Linked DNA regions of Drosophila melanogaster: region 1 is linked to region 2. Evidence: chromatin contacts called from public targeted proximity ligation data. All regions are on one chromosome and are shown on one strand. The core of a region is the stretch at or near the end of the contact, and the rest is flanking DNA. Distances in the headings are between cores, read along the strand shown.

Region 1 (3,868 bases), core at 438-2,937, 310 kb after region 2:
AATATGAATTTATAAATGAATTGGACATTATTAATATATCAGTAGCGACATGGAAATAATATGGAAAATGATTTACAAGAATCATTTTTTAGCAATTTTAAGAGGAAAAGTATTATTAGAAATTTATAAATCAAAGAAATAAGATTCCTCTTGTGTAGTTTTTAGATATAAACTGACTCTTAGTTCTTAAATAGCATATGCTAGTGTCAAAACCATAAGAGCAACTATATATATGCAACCAGATATGCGAGTGCACAGCAGCAAATGACAACTGACCGCAATCCTGAACACTGAATGATTCTAGTGGAGCGTCTTCCACATTGTCGTCATAGAATTTCAAGAAGACAGATAAATGCACCGGTGAATTTATTACCCCATTTAGTGGCAAAGATAATTGGAGATGAACTGGAGAGCACTTGCCAAAGATAGACGAGACCGGACCCGGAAAAACTGGTAAACTGGCTTTCAAGTTCAAGTGCATGGCAATCGCTCGCAAAAAGGCTGAAAACATGGATACTTGGAAAGCATATCTGAGATATTTTTAAGTCGAGAGTTTAAAAAGTAGCCTATTGAAATGAAATTCACCGCCGCTGGTCAAAAGATATCCAGCTTCGCTCACTCGTGCATAAGTACATATTTATGTAAATTTGTATATACAAAGCCAACACAGCTGGCCAAAAAAGCCGCAGTCAAATTCTAGGGAAATGTATGAAATACAATTTGCCGCTTTGCGAACTCACCGAAACGCACTAAATTAATATCCAACTGGCTGGCAGGTAATTTATAAGTTTTTTCTTTGAACTACGAATTTGCAGCAATAAATGCACTTCTCACTGCAACACGCACACGATGTAGTTTACTTTGGTAAATACCACATATATTTACCCGCAAGAGTGCGATACGAAAACGAAGTGTGGGAATGCGAAAACTAAGCTCACTTATGTGTATGACAAATAATTATTTTATTATCTACGCTGCCTTGAGCTTGCAATCCATGAGCACGAACTGGGGAGTACTTGAGATACGGCTGATATCCAAATGCTAGCCACAAGCCACCCACTTCAAATTCCCCAAAAGCACTTTTGCACCGAAACAACAACAAATTTGGTTTGTTCAGAAGGGCACTTGATTGGCTTTTACACACACACTTCTTCGGATGGGCGAAGGCTTATTGCATACACAATATGAAATTTAGACGATGTTTCGCTTTCTTGCACTGCAAAACGCTCATTCGAGCCAGTTAATTGTGTTCCAGTAGGATGAGCAGCAGTCTACGATGGGTTCACTCTGCGGGCCAGCAGATGCGGTACAAAGCTCTGCTTTGTATCTGACAGATACTTGGATACTTTTGTATCTTTTGGAAATATTGGAATATGTTTCAGCTTTGCAGATACTCAAACGTTCAGATTCTATTGCATATTGCAGATACTTTTACACGCTTTAATCTTTCAGGTACTTGTGGTATCTTGCAGATACTTGAACACTTCAACACTGGCCTCTAAAAGGGGCGCGTTTTCGAAAATAAACATCCAGCACCGAAAATAAACGATCGTTGCCTGTTCTTACTTCGAGTTCAAAACGTGGCAGCTGATCCGACAAACGATTCCGATTCCTATTCCGATTCCGATGAGGAGCTATGGCAATAGCTATCCAAACGCACGTTCAGAGAGTCGACGACTGACTGAGGCAAACTCGGGTGGCGATCGCCACAAAATATCAGAAGCGATTGCGGCGAATTCGCTTCGTCGTTCGCTCGAATGCGGCGAACAAACAAATGTGCCTCGAGAGGCACCAAACCAACCGACAGCATAACGAGCTATATAGTATATAGGGTATATATACACATACAAATATATATTTAGGGAGATCGAACGAACCCAAGTTGCCCAAATGTGCGGCATAAAAATTCCATTTCACACACGCACGCAACTGAAGTTGTGTTGAGTGAGTTTGGCTTCCATGGCCATGGCTTGGTTTCTGTGTGAATCAGATAGCTGGCTTGGGGTTACCTTGGTGGTGGCTTTTGCACCCTTACGAATGTTAGAAACATCCGTATCCGAAACTGCATGCCATCTGAATGAGTTGAAAGATGACTCAGGCCAGCAAGTTGTTCGATACGCTGCAACCGGTGAAAATTCAAGTTAATCACCGTTAGAAAAAAAATTTAGTACACTTTTAGGAGGGTTGCACACAAAATCTTATACTTTCCGTTAAGGTGCTTATATATTTATTTTTTAATTTCCACTTTTCATAATTTTAAAGGTTTTTTATACTTCTAAATAACCAAGAAACATTAAAGTGCCATGAATCACTTTCGAATCTCAACATGGAGAAGAGAAAAGTGCCTATTGAACGAAAAACTCAAAAAGTAATTTTTCAAACATGACAGTTGTTTTTCCGCGACGACTTATTTCAAATATTTACCAGCTGCTGGCAAACACAAGTGACAGATATGACTTTTTCCACAGCTTCGCTTAGCTGGCGATGAAGGGGCGCAAATATTTTGCCAAGGAACCCGCTGACAATTGGGGGTTTCCCAAGAGGCAGGCAGCAATCAGAACCGGTTTCTTGGTCAAGTGCATGCAATGCAAATATTTGGACGCAATGAACACCAACTGTGCCCCATAGGTTTTCATTAGCCGGCGAGAGCCCAGTCATATCGAGTGCCTCCAATAATTGGGAGCTCGCTATCTACCGTTTCGAATGTTTTTATCAGAGATAAGGGGCGACTCCGGATACCGACGAACGTAAACAAATATCTGGGAATTCGGCCGACAAAACCGCCAAGTGGGCAAATGTAACTCTGCGGGCCCTTGGCTCCGTATCACAAAAACCATTGGCCCATTTTATTGATTTTGTGGTGCAAGGCAAGCGCCATTTGAAAAAGTTATTTTCAAAAATATCTACATATAAACATAAAAGTGCTCTAGAATCCTCTCGAAAGTTTAAAAAGTTGTGTCATACAGCAACGCACACAATTTTGGTTTAAAAACCATTATAAGCAAAATAGCAATTCTTTACCAATAAAGAAGTAATTAATTTTCAAGGAGTCGGCGATAGCAATGCAATTAGCTTGGAAATCGTGTATCTATGCACCCCTTTCCATATCATTTTCAAGTGGCAATCAAGTTTGAACTGGCTATTAATAGACGATTCGATCGAAATTTAATTTCAGTTGACTTAACAGATTAGCGTTGCTTAAATTTATGAGGTCTGTGCAAACATTTACGGAGCGCGCTAACACCCAGCAGTTATAAAATAATTAGCAGCCATTTAAAGCCAATTATCACATAAACACTCATAGACCATCGCCTCGCGGTGCTGAATTCTTCGATTTTGATGGGGGTAAATCATGCGAAAGTTGAATTATGTGGCCCAATGTTGCGCATACGCCATGTGTCAAACGAAAGCCCCGTGACAAGTCATTCGCCAAGTCATATACATACATATGTACTTAGGAAAATGGAGAAAAACCAACATGCACGAGTACTTAGATCAAATGATTTAATTAGCACTGGCCCCTCCAATTGTGTTCATTTTAATTACATACATTTTATCAGCCGTCAAAGCTTACGACTGCGAAGCCGCAAGGAGGAGGCAAGTTGTCGTGGCCCATGTGTCAATAAGTCAAACGATGTTAATTAATTGAGTGCGATAGCAAAATGCCCTGCAACCGTTGGCCTGTCACACGCAGTTTTCGTTGGCCCATCGCAATTAGCCCAAAAAGCCCGGTTACACAACCTAAGAGTTCTCTATCCGAAAATGTAATTATTTGCCTTAACCAAAGTGCAGTGCAATATATGATAAACGACCAGCCTGCTGTGGAATTTCCAGTAATTTGCTATGCATTCAACTGGAACTATCTCTT
Region 2 (3,854 bases), core at 696-3,195:
AATTGGCCGGAAACAAAATCTATAATAACTAATAACAATAGCCTCCCGGTTTTTACCTGGCGCCGACAATCACTTGGTTCCTGGCCACGTCGAATAGCATTTCCGAATACCAGGTCGTTTCGGGATCGTAAAATCGTTTGGCCGTCGACATTAAATCTGTTAAGAAAATAAAAACATTTTTGTAAGAAAAAGATTGCACAAAATCGTAAAAACAAATACTAAGCAATTTAATTGAAGTTTTATTAGCAATTATATTAGCAATTATTATATAAGCAATTATTATCTCAGCAATTATATTGCAAATTTATTAAAACATTTTGGCATCTTGGCACAATTAAGCTCAATTTTATTTAACCCATATTTTTCAAGGTTTTTAAAAGATTCACTGATTCATTGGTAAAACATATACTTTTCAATATTTAAGTGCGAAATAAAATAAAAAAGCGCTAAACAAAAATTAAAATCATTGTCAACACAACGTTGGGCTGAGTTCGCATTTTAAGACGGACTTCGAGATACATTTCAGTGCAAAAATCACAAAAAAAGAACAAATATTTTAACAAAATGCGAAACTTTTTCTGATTAAAAGCAGCAGATACACGAATGTATTGGGGTGTCATAAAAGCGGTTTGTTGGGGAACTCGGTTAAATCGAGATCATTGTTGACATTCCGTGCAAATACAAACAGTTGGGCAGATGGGTGTATTCGTTGTATTCGAAATGGCACCTGTTCGATCGAACCGAACATTTGTGCAATCGATTGCAGCAGACTCTCGGAATCACTTAGAACTTTGACAGACATCAACCCAATTTACAGTTCCACCGCTTCAAGTGGCCAACTTGATTGATTGCCGTGCAATTGACACAGTTTCGAGTAATTTTTGATAATCCGCCCACCTCGAGAACTCACCTTGATATGAGATGTATCGCGAATCGTTTTCCAGCAAATCCACACTTGATTTTGTCGTATAACCACTGCCCGTCGAAGGCTGTGGGCCTTCTAGGGTTAAGAGCGATAGAATCAGAAGAAGCCACAGTTGGCTAAACATTTTGGGAAGTTTCAGTATTAACATGCTGCAAAAAGAAAAGAAATGAAGTTGTAATGTGTGTTGTGGATATAATATAGTTTTTCATACATTTTTAACTAATTATCGACGTTCAACAAACGCTAACTCAATTTCTTCTTAAATGTTATTTATCCTCTTTTCAACTCAGAAATAACAGTTCTTAAATTTTTTAAATTAAAATTGTCTTCAATAATTCCTTAAACACTAGCTTTTAAATAAGTTTAAATTATATTTCATTTTGAATTATGTTTCACTATTTAACAGAAACCCCTTAATCTGTCCTGAAGATTAGTAATAAGTTTTTGTTGCAGCACTTTACACTTCCTCAAAAAATATTACAAAAATTGTAAACAGCAAAAAACGTCGATTATACAGATGAGATAGTCGAAACTTACTTCATTTAGTGTCACGTTTCGTGCAAAATAAAAGACTAAAATTTATTCCATTCAACTTTTGCGGCGAACAGATTGTAAAAGACTGTTGGTAAATTGTATAATATAGGCATGTGCCTGATAAGCAGGGGAATCGAGCAAGGCGCGTGTTTCTGATTCTTCAGATGATCTGACCGTAACTACGATCACCGTGGTTCACTTTGCACACAACACTCACAATTTTTCAATTTTCCATACGATTTTCGTATTATTTGAAAGAAATTTTCAGAAGAAAGGCGGATTGGCTCCCCCTCAAGTGGAGTTGGGTTAAAAACATTGACAAAAGACACAGATAGACACCAACAACACGGTCGACGAATATAGCGAGACGGGTTTTTACTTCTGCCTCGATTTCCTACTCTTATGATTATTCAGATACGAGTTATACGGACGCGCATGCCCGACCGATCGGCGAAGTTGACCGCGCAAAGAGTCGCAAGAAACTGAACCCACCATGGATTCGGATTCGGATCCATAGTCAGTCGATAGAGAGAGAAGAGAGTGAGACAGAGAAGCGAATGGAACGAAAACAAAAACGTGAAAACGAAGCACGAACGCAAAACAAAAAAAAAACGCCGAGGCAAACAAGAGAGAACAGGCTAAAACGCCGACGAAGATAACCGGCTCAATTTCGGCTTGAAGAATGCACTCGGAAAAAATGTGCAATACAACAAGGAAAAAAATATTTAAAATTCGCTTTCCTTTGATTCAAAATTTAAAAACGAAAATATATTTTACATAATTTATTCAAGAAATATTTTTCAGAATTATGTGTATTCGTTTTTAATGATTTTCTGCTAGTATCTTAAATGTTAAAGACTTTTCAAGCCTTAATTCATAAAATTTATAAGTACACAGAAGTGTAGCATAGTTTTGAGGTCCTTACCTATGAAATAATCCAATGAATTAAAAACTATATATAATATAATTCAACTGTAAAAATAAAAATAAAAAATAATAATAAAATAATTAAAAGACCTTATTTTCATCTTTGTAATTTATTATTTTAACTGAACTGTTTGTTAAATCGAATAATTTAAGGGCAAGTCTCTTAGATAGTAATAGCAATCCAAATTTATTTTTCAAGTCATCCCACAAAAGTAAGTACGAATTTCTCTCAGTGTCTGCTTGGGAGTTAAGAGGCGCGGCTACGGCAGCCGAAGCAGCAACTGGGCAGGGCGCTCATATATCATGCGACAACGACAACGAGAACGACTCTTCAGAATCAGAATCTGAATCTCCGGGATCGGGATCGGGATGTGCAGCTCCGCGAAGAGGTATAGAGAAGCCACTTGGAGGGTGGGACGGGCACTTGCTGTGCTTCGATTTGGTAGCCTGACAAATTGACATTAGTATTGCCGACGTCGCGGTTCGAGGACACGTGATATATTCCTCCAGACGAGGGATCAACAGATCCTATCTTTTCCGCCTTGCGACGTTTTTGCCCATCAGCAAAGATACTCGATTAGCAAATCATAGAAATGGCGCCAAAACAAATGATTTAATAGATTTTCTCATTCTATACAGATAGATAGTATAGTATATTTTTGATACAAAAGGAATGATTTATCACTTATTTAATTATTTCTTTATCATAATGAAGTATAAACGGTGTTTTAATGCTTTGTACAACAGTTTACAGTACCTGAATCACTCATCTCAAGTCCAACACCATAAAGTTCTTATTTAAGGAACAACAACAGATATGACGCATTTTCACGGGATTAGTTTTGCTCATTCACCTGGTGGGGCTTTGTTCTATTTTTTTAGTGTTCCTTCCAAGGTTTTCCTTTTACTGCAGACATCCCAGGCTGTACTATTCAGATCTTTGTCAGCCTTGACTCCCAGAGTAAGTGTGAAAACACAGCTGGTCGCTGAGAACAAATACGAAACCATCAAATGGACCGTCCCGAAGGTGCAGTAACCTCAACTTGAATGCAACTGCAACACGATCCTCGGATTTTGTTTATGCCACAGCACGAACCCAAGGGATACACAAACATGAGGACCGATGCCATCCGTCCAATCCGTTTCAATTCGATCCGGGAGTTAAAGTTGAGTGTGGGCAGACAACGATCGACATTAGCATAGGCCCAAAACATTGCCAGCCCATGACAATTTACGGCTACCTAAACCATTGTCGACGCGGCCTGCGTTTCTTGTCTTGGCCGAAAAGACACAGTGGCCAAATATGCTAATTTTGTTGGTAGTGATACCGATAGACGAAACCACTTCCCCGAGAACCCCGATAATTTACGGCTTAACTTTCCGACCGACAATTGTAATGTTAATGTGGCATCGGCTGGTTCCGTCAGGTAGGTCTAGTAGTTATATCTTCTTTTGTTAATATGGAAAG

Evidence for each region.
Region 1: a targeted proximity ligation map of the Kc167 cell line shows a contact between it and region 2, with 3 times the contacts expected there. A contact is called at or near these places in 1 of 107 Hi-C or Micro-C datasets (the Kc167 cell line) and 1 of 7 datasets of targeted methods (the Kc167 cell line).

Annotation. Positions count from the first base shown.
Region 1 is chr3L:12,389,757-12,393,624 of dm6, forward strand. It overlaps Ncc69 (sodium chloride cotransporter 69), which reads right to left and starts at 1,688. Exons shown (of 17, transcript NM_206344.2): 1 at 741-1,688.
Region 2 is chr3L:12,079,885-12,083,738 of dm6, forward strand. It overlaps Sema5c (Semaphorin 5c), which reads right to left and starts at 1,946. Exons shown (of 12, transcript NM_137449.3): 1 at 1,463-1,946; 2 at 911-1,074; 3 at 57-156. The coding sequence starts at 1,467.